Linked DNA regions of Anas platyrhynchos: region 2 is linked to region 1. Evidence: chromatin contacts called from public Hi-C data. All regions are on one chromosome and are shown on one strand. The core of a region is the stretch at or near the end of the contact, and the rest is flanking DNA. Distances in the headings are between cores, read along the strand shown.

Region 1 (7,349 bases), core at 2,450-4,949:
TTAAAGACAAAGTGATAAATAAGAGCTCTGTGTTCGGTTTAAAGGAGGCATGTAGCTTTAGAGAGCTGACTTATTGAGAAACACGACAAACAAACAAACAAAAACCCCTGACCTCCGATACCCTTTGACCAAAATCCGCTAGTAGCAGAAAGTGAAGACGAGAGTTTCTTTCACTAGTAGAAAGAACCCAGGCAAGGACAGTGACCTCTTCTTTCCGTATGACTGGAAAATGTCCCGGGGCTGGACCGGGTGGGGACGTGCCGGGGGGTCAGCCGCAACTCGGGGTCCTACCCAAATCATGCCAAAAGCGGACACGGAAGGGCGAGAGCGAGGTGACAAAAGCAAAGAAGGGCTTTACTATAAACCGAGGAGAAAAAGCTGTGGAGAAAAAAAGGCTGTTGCCAGCCTTGTGCCCGGACTGGAGGAGACAGCCCCGGGTTTTGCGTGGGTCCCCACGGGCACCTGCCCCAAAGGATGGCTGTGGGGTGGCGAAAGGGGGCCGGGGCACGGTGGCATCGGGGGGGTGGCGGGGAGAAGCAGCGGCCCCGGGGCTGGCGGAGCTCCCCAGGACCTCCACCTGCTGCGGGCCCGCTGCCCTGGGCTCCTCCGGTCTCCTCCGGTGCCTTTCGCATCGCCCCAACCGACTTGGGTTCCTCCCGCGGCAGGAAGCCCGTGTGAAGGCGGCGGAGCGGCTCCATCCTTATGTAAGAGGCAGCCGAGATTGTGCCGCGCCGGGCAGATGCTTGCAAAGCCGGGGCTGGCGAAAAGAGCTGGCCCGGTCCCTCGTGGGGCCGGAGGAGGGGAACTGGGGCACCCCCGCCGCAAGGTGCCGCCCGGCCCGGCCGCTGGGAGCCGCTCGGCCACCGACGCCTCCCCCCCGACCCCGGGGTGCGGAGCCCGCAGGGATGAGCCCCTGGAGGAGCGGAGCCGGGGTGCCGCTACTGCCGCCCCGCCGCTGGGGATGCTCCCGAGGCTTCCCCTGGGCTCCGGGGCACCGGAGAGGGCGCAGAGCTTGGCGTCGGGGAGGCTGAGAGGCGTGCCGTCGGGGCTCGACGGGACTCCTTGTCCTAAAAGATCCAGGGGGACTCGTGGGTCCCTTGGGGGCCTCTCGGCCCCCGCCTCTCCAACGCGGGCTGCGAGCCCCCTGCCGAAGCTCGCTGGGGAGGACAGCCCCGCCGGGGCCGCCCCGTCGTGCCACTGCCCTAAGGCACAACGGGAGGTGCCTGGCGGCTCCCGGGCGGCCTCGGCGGGGCTCTCAGGATGCTCTCCGCGCTCGCCATCACCTGGAGGCCAACTCCGGCTGCCCCCCGCTGCCTCTCCCTCTGGAAGCGCGCCCCCCGGGGGGCCGAGCCCCCAGCCCCTCTGCCCGAGCCCCGCGGGGCCGGTCCCGCCTGGCCTCAGGTGCGGTCGCGCCCGCTCCCAACCAGGGGGGAGGCACCGGCACCTCGGAGCCGCCTGCGCGCTCGCGACGGGGCGTCCTCGACGGGGCGGCTCACCCTGCTGGGGCGGCTTTCCCCCTCCGGAGTTTTGGCTGAGGTTCACTTGTTTTGGCCGAGGTTCACCTCTGCACCTTCGCTCTCCCTGGGCGCAACCCCGCGGGGCGGCTCAGAGGGGTGAGAGCGGGGGCGCGCAGTCCCCCGGGGCTGGGTTTAAGGGCCAGCTTCGTTCCCCCTCCCGCGGGAGCCCCGGAGGTGTGTTTTTCCCCTGGGGACCCTCAGTGCCCCCCTTCTCCTTCGGGTCTTGCCGCAGCCCTGCTCGCCGCCCCCAGCTGCGCATCCTCTCCCTCCTGCCGCTTCGCCTTCCCCTCCTCAGCCGCGAAGAGGACGCTACAAGGTAGGCAAAAGGGAAAGTGAATGTGGCGCTCTGGAGCGAGATAGAGAGAGACGGGCAAGGTTAGACGTGTATTTACTCAACCTTTATTATTTAAAAAAATTCATAAAAAAAAAGGTGAACGAACGTCTTACAAAACCCCCCCATAAATAGGACATTCCGTTCAGCTCTGGCTATTGGCAGTTCTAGCATTTGACAACATCAGACACGATTTCCTGGCATTAGAGAAACCCATTTCAAAATCGGTCATCACAAAGAAATACTAGAAATCCCAGTTAGCACTTGCTAGGCAGCACGGAGCACTTGTACACAACTTTTCAGACACACACCCGCGCACACACGCAGCTGGGAACAGATCCCGAAGGAAGAGAGCCTCCTTAAAAATTAGTAAACGCTTCTCCAAATAAAAGAAAAAAAAAAAAAAAGAAGAGTTATTTACAAAACGCACATGGAAATACAGTATCGACAGAGCGTGGCTGGCAAATCAACATGATTTGAATAGAGAAAGGACTATGGCACATCTTGCTCGAAAGCTCGCACGGCAGCCTCCTTCGAGTGTCCCCGGGGAGGAGGGCTCCTGCCATCCGCGTCGCGGTGCCTTCTCCCTCGCCACCTCTCCTCCCGCCCTCCCCTCCCCTCTCCGCCTCTGCGCCTTTTGCCAGGTCCTTTTTACACTTGGATGACCACCGTGCTGGGGCTCTGGAGCCGGGTTTTGTATTGGTCTAGCCAGCTTCTCAGCTCCGAGATCTTGTAGCCCTCTGGTCCTCTGCCTCCCTGGTACATCACCTTCTCCTCCTGGATGATGTAGAGCCTCTCGAAGTAGGCACCGTAGGCGGCGCTGGAAGCATTGTCCATGGTGTCCACGGCCAGGGGGCAATCGGGCGCCCCTTCCCTCATCAGCTGAGCTGCCCGCAGCCTGTCCTGGAGGCACTGGTGTTTGGGGATGTTGTAGGCTGCGTCCGAGCTGACCCAGCCGTCGGAGGGGTGTGCTTCTTCGATGTACACCAGCAGGAAGTCGGCAATGTCCACGAAGTGCGCGACCAGGCGCTGGAAGGACCGGAGGCGGGCCATGAACGGGGGTCAGGTGCAGCTGCCGAAGTTGAGGATGAGGGGTCTCTTGCCGCGGGCGAAGTCCAGGATGCGGAGCCTCTTCTGCCCGTCCAGCTGGATCACCTCGGGGTTGGGGGCCAAGGAGCCCACGTGCGCCGACTTGAAGAAGTCCAGCTTCTGCCCGTGCCACACGGCTTTCAGCGACTCCAGCGTGAACATGCGGTTGGAGTCGGACACGCAGACTGGGGGGTCGTCGGGGGGCGGCCCCTCGCTGGCTCTGGCCACCTCCTCCGCCGTGGGCATCAGCAGCATCTTCTTCCTAATGCACAGAAAATCCAGGAGCCAGAGCATCACGGCGGTGAGCAGGAAGCGGGGGAAGAGGAGGATGCAGGCGGCCGCCTGGGTGAGCAGCTGCAAGGTGTGAACGCCGAGGGAGTGGAGCATCGCCGCGGCTGGTGTTGCGGGGCGCCGGCTGCCCGGGGGCCCCCACGTACCCTGCTTGCCGGGGTCTGCGCGGCACGGCTGAGATCCCGCTTCTCTTTAAGCCCATTTTATAGTCAGGGATTTAAATGAAAAGTGACTCCACCTCCGGCCAGAACCCGCCCCTCTGGAACTTGAGCCTGGGGATTACCTACCCCTCCACTCTAATGACCTAAAAATACACAGACAAAGGGGGAGAGAGCCCCGGCGGGAGCTGCGAGGGGACGTGCAGCCGAGCAGGGAGCAGCCGCTATCAGGCCCCAGCAGAGAGTCCGCGATAGGGCACGGCCGGGGTCCCCGGCCGCAGATAGCGGCGGCCGCTCGCTGCCAGCCCCGCCAGGGACAATGCAACAGGCGCAGCCCGAGCCGCCCCCCCGCCCCGACAGCGGGGCCGAGGCCGCTCAGGAGCGGGGCCGGGGCAGCGCCGTCCCGGCGGCGCCCGCAGGTGACAGGGACGGGCCGCCCGCTCCGCGCCGCGTCCCTCCCCGCTCCTCAGCCCCTGGCCCGGGCACAGTCGTAACCGGGCACAGCCACACGCGGGCACGGCCACAAGCGGGCACAACCACAACCGGGCACCGGGGGCACCGGGGCTCGAACCCGCGGCCCCGCCCGCGTCCTCCCGCGGCGGGGCGGGACGGGACGGGACGGGACGGACGGGGAGCACGGGACGGGACGGGACGGGGCGGGCGGCGGGCGCTGCCCCGGCCCCGCGGCGGGGCTCGGGGGGTGCCAGGTGGGCTCCGGCCGGCGGGCGCTGCCCCGCGGCGGAGGAGGGGCGGGCGGCGGGCGGCGCTGCGGCCGCTAAGGGGAGCTGTTGCCCGAGAAGCGGCGGCGGCCGTGCCGGTGCTGGTGGCGGCGGAGGGGGGGAGCCGCCGGGCCCTGCCGCTCCCCCCCCCCCCCGGCCCCCGGGTGTCCGCTGCCCGGCGGGGCCGGCCGGGTGTGAAGGCGGGGCCGGGCCGTGCCGCGGGGAGGCCGTCGGGAGAGCTCGACGGCGGCCTGGATGGGGCCGGAGTAGCGGTCCCGGGGCTGCACTCCCGTCCCGTCCCGTCCCCTCCCGTCCCGTCCCGTCCCGTCCCGTCCCGTCCCGTCCCGTCCCGTCCTGTCCTCTGGGCTTGTCCCCAGGAACCCCTCCCGTCGGCAGTGGGGACAGCTGGGCATGGCCCCCACTGTGTCGCCCACTGCACCCAGGTGAGCTGGAAGCCTCGGTGCCCCCCTGCAGCGACCCAGGAGGAGGCAGCAGTATTGTGTTGTGTTGTCCTGCGAAGTAGAAATCCCAGCCCCTCGCGTCATGGGCCTAGTGAAGTCCTCATGCAGTGGGGTGGCGAGGCACGTCGTGGGCAACGTCAGGTGGACCCATGTGTCATGTCCACGGAGCAGACACATGAATGCCAGTTTTAGGGTTGAGGGCTGTGTTACTGGCCGTGAAATACTTGCAGTACGCAGAGGCGAGCACAGACTAGCTGCCTCCAGCCTTCACCCGGGCAGGAGGAATTTATAGCCCATAAATTCCTTCTTGCTGGGCTAGATGGAGACCTGTACTAGAGGTATGTGGCTTAAATCTAGTTTGGTGTCTAGACACAATCCTAGGCAAAAACCGACGTTTCTGTTCACAGCCTTGCCACTCCATTGATGCAGGGTTCCCAGCTTGTGGCATGAACATCATTTCCTCACCAACTTCTTCAGAAAGGGCTGTTAGGGTTGCCCAAAATGCCCAGTGCTGCCCTCTGCTATGCAGGCGTGACTCAGGCATTCAGGAACTGCTGTAGCAGCGCGCACACAGGTGCCTGCTGCCTGGACCCTGGGGATGCACATCCCACGAATGCAATGTGCATATCAGAGCCCTGTTTCTGCATGTGGTCAATGCCAGGTATCTGGCTACAGATTCCTAGTGACTCACAGGACCTGCAACCTGTCCCGGGTGCAGCGAGCACTTCTTCAGACGTGGCTGTGCACGTCTCTGCGCCTCCCATCTGACATCTGCAAAATGGAAAAACTAATGCTGAGCCTCCTCCTGGGAGTCCAGGCGGCTTACTTCATTTTTTATGTAACTTATTATGAGAACCCTGAATAAAAGGCACAATTAAAATCTCGTTTTATTTTTTTTCTATATCTGGTTCAAAACAGACTCTTTTAGAACAATCTAAGTAGGCAGTTGGGTTGCAGCCCCCCATGGATCATGGATCAGCTGGTGTCAACAGCGAGTAGAGTGAATTCAGTGTTGTAGTATCTGAATGGAAATATATGCTCTGGTCCTCATAATGACACGTTCATACACTAGCCTGACTAATAACTTTTTTGGCATTCTGTAGTGCTCAGTCCAGGGAAAATTACTGAGTAGATATTTACTATATTGTCAAACTTATTTTGAACTCTTCATGTGGGCCTCTCACCACCTCTCTGTGCAGTTATGCAATCTTGAAAACCACAAATTAAAGCCTCTAAACAGACGCAATAACAAATTGTGGTAGCTCTGAAGAAACCCCCAGGAAAAAAAAATTGATCTCTAAAAGCGACCTCTTCAAACTATGCTGACAGACAAAAGCCTGAGTAAACAGATGGCTTTGCAACCCTGAATATCAACAAACTTTGCTCTACCAGATCAGTGAGAGATATTCTGAGGTAAAAAAAAAAGTATTTGGTCTTATATAGCGTATTTGTAGCTGAATAGGGACTTTGGAAATGCGTTTTTCCCTAATCCCTGGAATAAACTTTGTTTTATTTTTATAGCTTGAAGGAAACTTTTGAATTGGGGTTTCCTATTCAGCTGTGGATAGGGCAGAGAACTGAAGCACTTTGCTACAATGACCCACCACTACCCTTCCCTACCATAGGAAAATTCAAATATAACCTGAGGCTGCTGTTTCCTAACGAAGCGGTGGCTCTGCATGGCTCTGCAAGTCATGCACTGCTTCATTCAGTCTAAGTACAGCATTCATTTGTATTTACGCAAAACTCCGTGGGAAAGGGTGAAATTCTGTCTTTGGTTTTAGGGAGGTTTGATGTGATGTGTTACTGCCATTCGCGTGTCTATGTTGTGCTGGATATTTTTCAAAATCATGCCCCAATAAGCCCTCCATATATTTCACAAGGGCAGTACCTTCCTCTGGGAAGTTGGGCTATTTTTAGGTACCGGAAGGTAACGGGTGATTCTAGGAATCCCTATTGCTGCTACTAATACTGTGGGAACTTGTGTCTTCCTGCATGTTCATAGCATATAGTCTAAAATATGAGATTTACAGTGGCACATCTGGTTATGGGTGGTTTTTACTCTTCTGCATGTGGTCTGTGGTTCATCAGCCAGTAACCTTACGCATATAGAAGTTTGTGTGTGTGTGTCTGCATGCGTGCACTTGCAGGGTTCACATTATTTGCCTTTTGGAGAACTTTATAGTTGTAGTTTTTCTTGATTTGATAAATGTAACTTGTAACTCTTTAAAAGTTCTTTTATAAACAGGAGCTACAAAATAAATTCAGCAACTTATAAAAACAAAACCTCAAAAAGCTGAAATTAAAAACATTAAAAACAAGCTTTGATGTAGAGGATGTGTTGAAATGGTATATTTACATGTTTATTTTCTGTTTTATAATTTCCTGGGCAAAGGCACGCAATGCTTTCTGACAGGAAACAAAATATATTTTGGAAGAATTCCATCTCTCATGTCAGCTAGGCTACATGTCATTAGCGTGTTAGAAGTGAGCTTTATGAGAGGGAGATGAAAAAGCCTCCACTGCAGTTTGGATTGGGCCTTGAAATAAGAGCTGAGCAATTTCACCTCGTGTAAACGGCCACCCATTTCCAGCAGCTGTGGAGAGGTGCGGCAGCGCAGCGGTAGTTTGCTGTCTGGTATCTGTAAGAACTGGGTAAATGCTAAATCCAAGGTGGCTAAACTCCATTTGCACTTGTTTGCCCTTAGCGAGGCCTCTGCAAAGAAGTTACTGGAAGGCTGGAGTCTGCACATGGGTCTGGATCTCTCTGGACCTACATCCCT
Region 2 (7,349 bases), core at 2,340-4,839, 63 kb after region 1:
AATAATGATTTTAAAATTACTATGCGATTAATAATATCTGATGGTTTTGTAATTAGTCTTAACAATTCACTTTATATAAAAGAACATCTAATATTTAACTTAATCTCACAGAAATTTAATAGCGAAAAGAAGAGTGTTGACTTTGGCAGGGATTTAGTCTTGGAAAGTTAACAGACACTCTTCTGGGCTTGACTAGTCAATATCCACAAGAATTTAATAAAACCCCTGCATAGGTTAGGAAAAAAAAGCAAGCTGGAAAGAGCAAGTGAATGATGCTTAGGACAGAACTTCCCTTTACAAATGTTGATCACCCACATGCTTGAAAGTCATGTTTGTCCTCACAGGATGGAAGTCAGGATATGGGATTAAATTATTCACAAGTGAGCACCAGCTCCTTCTCCTTTTGTTTCTTTCTCATTACCCTTTATCACCCAATTCTATATTATACTGTTTTATTCATCCCTTCTTGATTTTTCTCTCTGGATACGATGTCTCTATAAGCTAGTTCAAATAACTAACTTGCAACCTATTGCTCTTCTCACAGTTGTTTAGCTCTAACATTCAGCACTCAGTCCCTTTAGGATGCAGAGTTGCTACAGCAGATGTTAAAATTTTTATGTGTAGTACAGTACAAAAGCTACCAAAAGAGGGCAACATATGAGCCAACAATGAGAAATGTATCCTGACAAGTTTACAGTTGTGTACTTGTGACACCCTTCCCCCTTTCTTTTTGATAGAGCAAGAAATTTTAGCAGAGCTGGTCGGGAAACAGAATTTCCATTCTGTGGGAAATTCCAACACTTGGGAAAAAAAGTAGAGGTGCTGAAGTTTTCACAGAATGAAAACACAGAGAAAATATATTTGGCATAATGGAAGTGTTCCATAAATGTGTTCCTTCTCATACCAGGAAGCCCAAAAGTTATAATGTCATTAAAATACTCAATTTAATAGGAAAAAAGTTAAATATATGCTGTAAAGATCAAAACAAAATGAAATGAAGCAAAGAACATAAATATGTTTTTATTTTATGGCAAGCAATACTATTAATAATATCAAATGTTAATATTATTTTAATTTGTCTCCATTAAAAATGTTGTCAAAATAAGTATGCTCACAAATAAGCATGCTGATTGAGAACAAGTTTTATTTTCTGAAATATTATGTTTCCTCTGAAAGTTGCTTAATTATATTTCCTCTCAGTGAAATGCCCGAGAGAATTTCAAAATACTCTTAATAATCCTACAAAGGACTAAGGTAAACTGGCCGCATCCCAGGACCGTCCCTGAGGCATGGTTTGCAGCACTAGACCAAGAGCTATCCCCAGTGCCAGGCATGTGAGCTTGAGAGCAAGTATACCCTGGACTGCATAGAATGTGCAGGCATTGGCAAACAGTTTGTTATAAACAAAGTTTTTTTTTTTTTTCTTTTTTTTTTTTTTTTTTCAAAGTATTCAATAGTACTCCAAGGAGTTAGACAGTCTTGAATACATGCCAAGCATGGCAATGGATACAGTAAGCAAATATAATCTACCTCGCTTAGGGTAAATATTTGGCTACAAATGTATTGAGAGCTCTTGAGTTCTTTGTACACTTCTATGATGAGAACCAGAGAAAAGGCAATGGAGATGTAAAGACTGGAGGGTGATTTTTTTCTTCTCTTATCAGCTGCCCAGATAGGCCAGCTGCCAGTCAAATTAAAAACCTCACTGGAGGAAATGAATGAAGGCCCGTAGGTGTAGAAATCTGCTGTTTATACAGCTGCACCAAGTTCTTGCTAATGATCAACCCGTATGGGCCAAGTCTTCATGCAGATATGCAAAATTCTGTGGCAGTGTCTGGGAGGCTGATTATGGAACTTAGGGCATCCTCTTTTTCCTCTTTTTTTTTTTTTTTTTTCCTCTCTTTGTCCCAGTCCTTTTTTTCAAGACTGACTTCTCCTTGCTTCTATTACATCTCAAAATGCTGGAAAGTTTCTGGGAAGGAGAAGGGTTAGATCTATGATCTATCTGCAGGGCAATGAAACATTTTGAAAGTTTGGGAGTACTCACCTGTTTCGAAGACAGGATGCTCTGCTTGCAGGAACAACAATTCTCTCATTTACCCGTGTCTTGCTTTTGCATCTGTATTTCTGTTGATTCCAAAAGAAGGAGAGCTTTAATCTTCCTAGCCAGAAACAAATAGAGAAGTCTATCTGGAGGGTTTTTCTTGTCTGATCTATCATGTGAACTACTTTGCACCATTCACCTGATGAAGGGCTGCAGAACCATGGGGTATAAAATAAGATATTAGTAAAGGACAGGCAGCTGTGTACACTTGTGTGATGCTGTACCAAGTGTATTGACTCTAATCACGATGTTATCAGAGTTCCTACATTCTGGAAATGCATGAAACTATATATGCTCATCTGCTTGGCACTCATTTCTTATATGGCTCATCTATTTTTTATTAGTGTCTTGATACTCCCTCCCAAACAATGATGCTTTTAGGAGACAAATAAGGAAGAGTTAAGAATATAATACATGCATTTTAATGGCACTATGAGGCGTGGTTTGTTATGCAGTTGTGTTTATTTGTAGGAAAAACAGTAGTTTGTATTCTAAAATTGCCTTGCCTCATAGGTGTGAGCCCACACAGTCAGCTTTGACTGTCATCTTGTACCACCATGTAACCCAGCAGCCCAGTGACAGGTGTTTGTTCACAAAGGGATTGGCCCATGCACACAGAGACACTTGATTCCCACAAGCAGTTCTCTGTGTGCCTTTGCTTCTCAACTTCTGCCAAATCCAAGCTGAAATTCCAGAAAGAAACAATAACGCTGACAGGAGTCACTTCAGACTAGGAAGCAATTGCTTTAGCTCCATGAACATAGACTATCTATCTTGTTTTGAAATGATTTTTAAACATCCCTTGGCTTCTCTGAGCTAGCACACTTTTACCCTGCAAGTCAGGTTATGAAAAGGGATGTGTTACCCCCTTTGCAGATGTGGTACGTGAGCCCAGTTACATCACATCTGAAGACAGATGGATCTCTGAGGGGAACTGCAGCATCCAATCATGTGTTTTCTGTCCCTCGCTATTGATTCATGTGGTTAGTCTGTTTCTGATTTTTCTTCTCTGTGTAGTTTAAGGGCAAGTCTGTGGTTTGCCCCATGTGCCCAAGCAAGGGAGCAAGGGTGCAGAAGACAGCCTGAAAATAAATAAATCAGAAACAGATAGACTAATTGCAAGGATGAATGCCAAGGGAGGAGAAAACACAGTATTTCTGTGACAGGTATGCCTTTCCTGTTGGAGGGGAGACTGACATTTTGGTATGTGACATAACTCTCTACCACATTGGAGAAGAGAGCTGGAGCATTCTCTTCCTCACCTGGCTGAGCAAAACCCTCTCGTGGGGTTTGCCCACACAGCATATCCCAGCGTGGGGAGGAACAGCTTCCCTGAGGTCGGGGTGGGGAGGAGCAAGGCTGGGAAACAAGAGGCTGCGCTCGCCTCTCTGGTGCCTCCCCCAGCAGCTGGCAGGGCTAAACTGACACGAGGAAGGATGTAATCTACTCCTGGTTGTTTTATGCTCCAAGCACATTACTTCCTTCCATGGAATAAGGGGATAGTCATGGATGTCGTTGTGACTCACGGGCTCCTGGGGCAGTGCAGCACTGTGCCATGCCTATAATCAAATGACCCGGGGGGTGAATTAGGAAGGCTTTTGATGTCATTCTCTGAGCACTGCACTGCAGGAGGCGAAGACTTCTTAATGTAACGTCAGTCTCTCTCTTAAACATAACCACCATGAAACTAACTTTGACTTGCCAGCAGCTGATACAGGCTGTGGCCTCCCTGCACCACTCTGGCACTTAGCATAAGAAATGTCATTGTGTGGGTGGATTAGGCAGAACCTGTCAAAGCTGTGTGCAAGTTCTTTGGCTGTGTTTCCTTCCCTGGGCTAATAATGCTGAGGAGATGGGGAGTAGGTTGACACATTTTCTGGCATGTGTCATGTAACCCAGTGAAGTGGAGGACATATCAGCCACAAGACTTTTCTGCTTTAGTAAGCTGCAGGCAGAAGTGACATGCTGCAGTGGCTAACAGTCTTAATCCTATGTGTATTCACTCTGCTGGCACTTGCAGCATGGTCTCAGCTTCCCCAGGGCAGAGCGACGGAGCCAGAGGTATGTCTGGAGGAAAGGGTAAGGGAACACATCCAGGCAGATATTGTTTAACCTCAGGGAAGCAGCAGTAGACAGCAGCATTTGCATAACACATTACCTACAGACAGACCCCAAACAGCTTTACAAGTTGACTGTCATGATCTCCACAAGAACCACTGAATTTGGCACTGATATACAGGGTGAAGTATTCACTAGCTGTTTTGCAGAGTACAAATGCTCCATAACAGTTTGACAGAGGATACACCAGATCCCTGTATCTGATAAGAAGAGACTTCTGGGACAGAAGATTCTAAAACAAGACAACCAGAGACTGATGAAATTTAGGACAGTCACTGGTGCTAGGTGCCTAAATTGGTGTGAGAGTAGTTGATAGGAATAGTGGGAGAGAGACAATTTCCCAAAGAGCAGCAGTAGCAAGATAAATCATCCTCAGGGGAGCAGGGAAGAGTGGTGGATTCACTCTCACAGAGAAGCCTGGTTTTGCACAGCTCTCTGCTTGAAGCCTGTGCTGAGGAGATGCAGCTTGAGGCAATATACCGGGTGGGTTCCTCAAAAATCACCATCAGAATAGCAGAAGATGCTACAAGCATGTCTACCCAGTATGACTGAGATGCTGCCTCCTGTCACTGCTGCTATGTTGCAGGCTCTCAGGAAAAGACGGGGCAGCTGGGTATCAGCTGTGTGCCACACAACACAGCGGTCATAGGTGTGATGTGAGCAATACATAGCAGGAATATTGCAGGAGCAATACCCAATTCATTGGAAAGACATGCTGTACTGTGTTTTTTCCTGTAACTCATCGTTAAAAAAAAAAAAAAAAAAAGGAAAGAAAAAGAAAAAAGGGACCAACAACCTCTGCAAGTAACTAAGGGTGAATGACAATTGCTACTCTGTTGTAGTATCTCAGGTCAGGAATTGTTGTCCCCAGGTTCCCTGTAAAACTGAAAAGAGCAGTAAACACATATATTAAGTGGTAATAATACAGCTTGATGGGCATGGAGGCAGCCCATTTGGAAAGGAACTGCACAATTGCCCCACAGGGTAGGGATGCCTCCTCCCTTCACTTGCTGTTGTTGAGCCACAACATGGGATTACAGTATGGGGGCGACAGACCCTGCCCGGTAGTTGCATCTCCTGCAAGCACACACCATCCCACCCACACAGGTGCTGCTCCTGTGTCAGATGCAGCTGATTAGCAAGCCAGTCAGATGGTGCCTAGCATGTGGGGTCAAGGAGCTGGACAGGAGCTTGAGGGGTGCACTGGGATGCTCTGAGGTTCCAGTCCTGCAATAGGGGTGCAAGAGACAGAAGATAATGCCGAGGTGAGGGAGATGACTCTGGCACTTAATTTATGCCTGCCTGCACTGCTTGACATTCATGTGAAGTTTGAGACAACCTGTATCAACATGATGCCTGACACATAATTTGTATTGTCCCATGTTCAGCATGACCCTGCTCAGATTGCCAGATAACGTCACATCTCCAGTTGCGTAACACCATCATGTTCTCTAGATCCTGGGTCTGCAATCATTATTGAGCTGGCTGTTTGTGCACTGGAGCGGGGGTGGGGGGTGGGGGTTTCAAATATTTTTAATCACTAGAAATGGTAGCTATGTGTCCTTTGTTGAGAGTAAAGCAACCTGATTCCTCATATGTCTACATATTGAAAGGAGGAGCCCATTGGAGAGAAAAAGTATGTGCCAGCAGGGATAAAGGAAGAGCTTTCATCTGTGTATGAGTACATGACGTGCAGGGTACACAACAGCATTTAGGTAGATACCAATGTTTTGTAATTCAAGGATCACGTAACTTAAAAAAAAAAAGAAAAAAAAAAAAAGAAAAGAATGCACTGCTGCCACGATGTTTTTCATTTACAGACAAACAAAAACTAGGCTAAACTCTGCACGTTCATTTATTACTTTATTTCCCCCCACCTTGTTTGTTTGCTTGCTTGCTTGCTTGCATGGTAATTAATGTGTTTGCTGTTTGGTTGCTTGTTTGTTTTTATTTGAAATCACATTGCATGTAATTTTCTGAACTCTTGCTGAGCAGAGAGCCTAGTAAATGTGTGTGTTTATGTACTACCTTTGTCTATGTACAAAGACTGATGGATAGCTAATAAAATGCACATCTCTGCAATCCTTTCATGCTTAAGATCCCCAAGCAGAAGTTGTGAGTGTTCAAATAAAATAGAACTGATCCAAAATGTACATATTTAGCTTAGATAATAGCAGCCCCCAGAAATGTGCCTCTTTCTGCTGTTGGAAATCTGTCAGCTGAACAAAGAGCAGGATATAGTGTGAATCAGGCTGTCCTGAAAGCTTTATGTGAGAGACACACTTTATGGAGTTATTTCCATTTTTCTCACATTTCAAAAGCAGACTCAGACCTTAATTATCATGAGGACAAATTCCACAAAATCATTATTTGCAGTCAAGGATTGCAATGCATTTTTAAAGTCAGATTATATGTTAAAAGAACAGTTTTTTCCTAGGGCTTGTACAAAGCTGTACAAAGCTTCTCCTTGTTCCCTCCATCTGAAAAATTATTCTTGAAAAGTCATTCTGCATATCTTTTTGCTATTTTTTTCAGAGAGAGAAAAATATAAATGAGCTGTGAAGCTCGTGTTGTTCTGAACTCTTTCTCTCCTCTTTCACCGATGAGTTCATCAAACAAAATTCCACAAGAAACAAATGTTATTATGAGATTAGCAGAATGAATGCCAGAGTTCAGATACTAAATATTTTTTTTAAAAAAACAGTGGGCTTAATGACGTGAAGGAAGTTGTAGTTTAAACATCAAGGTCAATTATTTCGTTAAATATTATTTAAAAGTTACTTGCCTTGAAACAAAACCAGAGCTATCCATTTCCCAAAAATGCAAACAGATTATTCTGCCCCTGTTTGTCAGCTTCACTAGATAACTTCTATTTGATCTTCAAATGAAAACAATTTCTGTTTCAGATTTATACAACAGGCTGCCTCTAAAAAGAAGAAAGATCTTAAGGTTGGAACTGCTGTTTGCTTTCCCTTCTAATCTTGTGAGCAGATTTGCATAAGAAAAGCAAGTAGATTCGAGTCTGGGTTTTTCTGTCTACATCGAAGGCATGAGTATCAGCCAGTACCCTCCATTTATTCAGAAAGAAAACGTTTGCTTTTGTAAGTCAGGTGAGGAGGAAATCCTT

The links. A called contact is a pair of places that touch in the nucleus more often than the background predicts.
Region 2: a Hi-C map of small yellow follicle shows a contact between it and region 1, with 4 times the contacts expected there. The contact joins the enhancer-like site here to the promoter of DIO3 in region 1. A contact is called at or near these places in 3 of 8 Hi-C or Micro-C datasets (F5 follicle, liver and small yellow follicle).

The regions. Positions count from the first base shown.
Region 1 is chr5:11,786,134-11,793,482 of IASCAAS_PekinDuck_T2T, forward strand. DIO3 (iodothyronine deiodinase 3) reads right to left here and starts at 3,700. Exons shown (of 1, transcript XM_005031806.5): 1 at 1,901-3,700. The coding sequence starts at 3,324. The coding sequence ends at 2,500. The region is part of intron 3 of LOC106017475; the gene reads left to right.
Region 2 is chr5:11,848,747-11,856,095 of IASCAAS_PekinDuck_T2T, forward strand. LOC140002576 (a long non-coding RNA gene) reads right to left here. Exons shown (of 3, transcript XR_011809502.1): 2 at 2,048-2,127. Among named protein-coding and RNA genes, the nearest start is that of DIO3, 63 kb to the left of the region's middle. Within about 2 kb of position 3,590, at least 4 of the 8 cell types and tissues checked have an H3K27ac peak or open chromatin away from gene starts, as enhancers often do. A contact at or near this core is called in small yellow follicle, where this site is marked.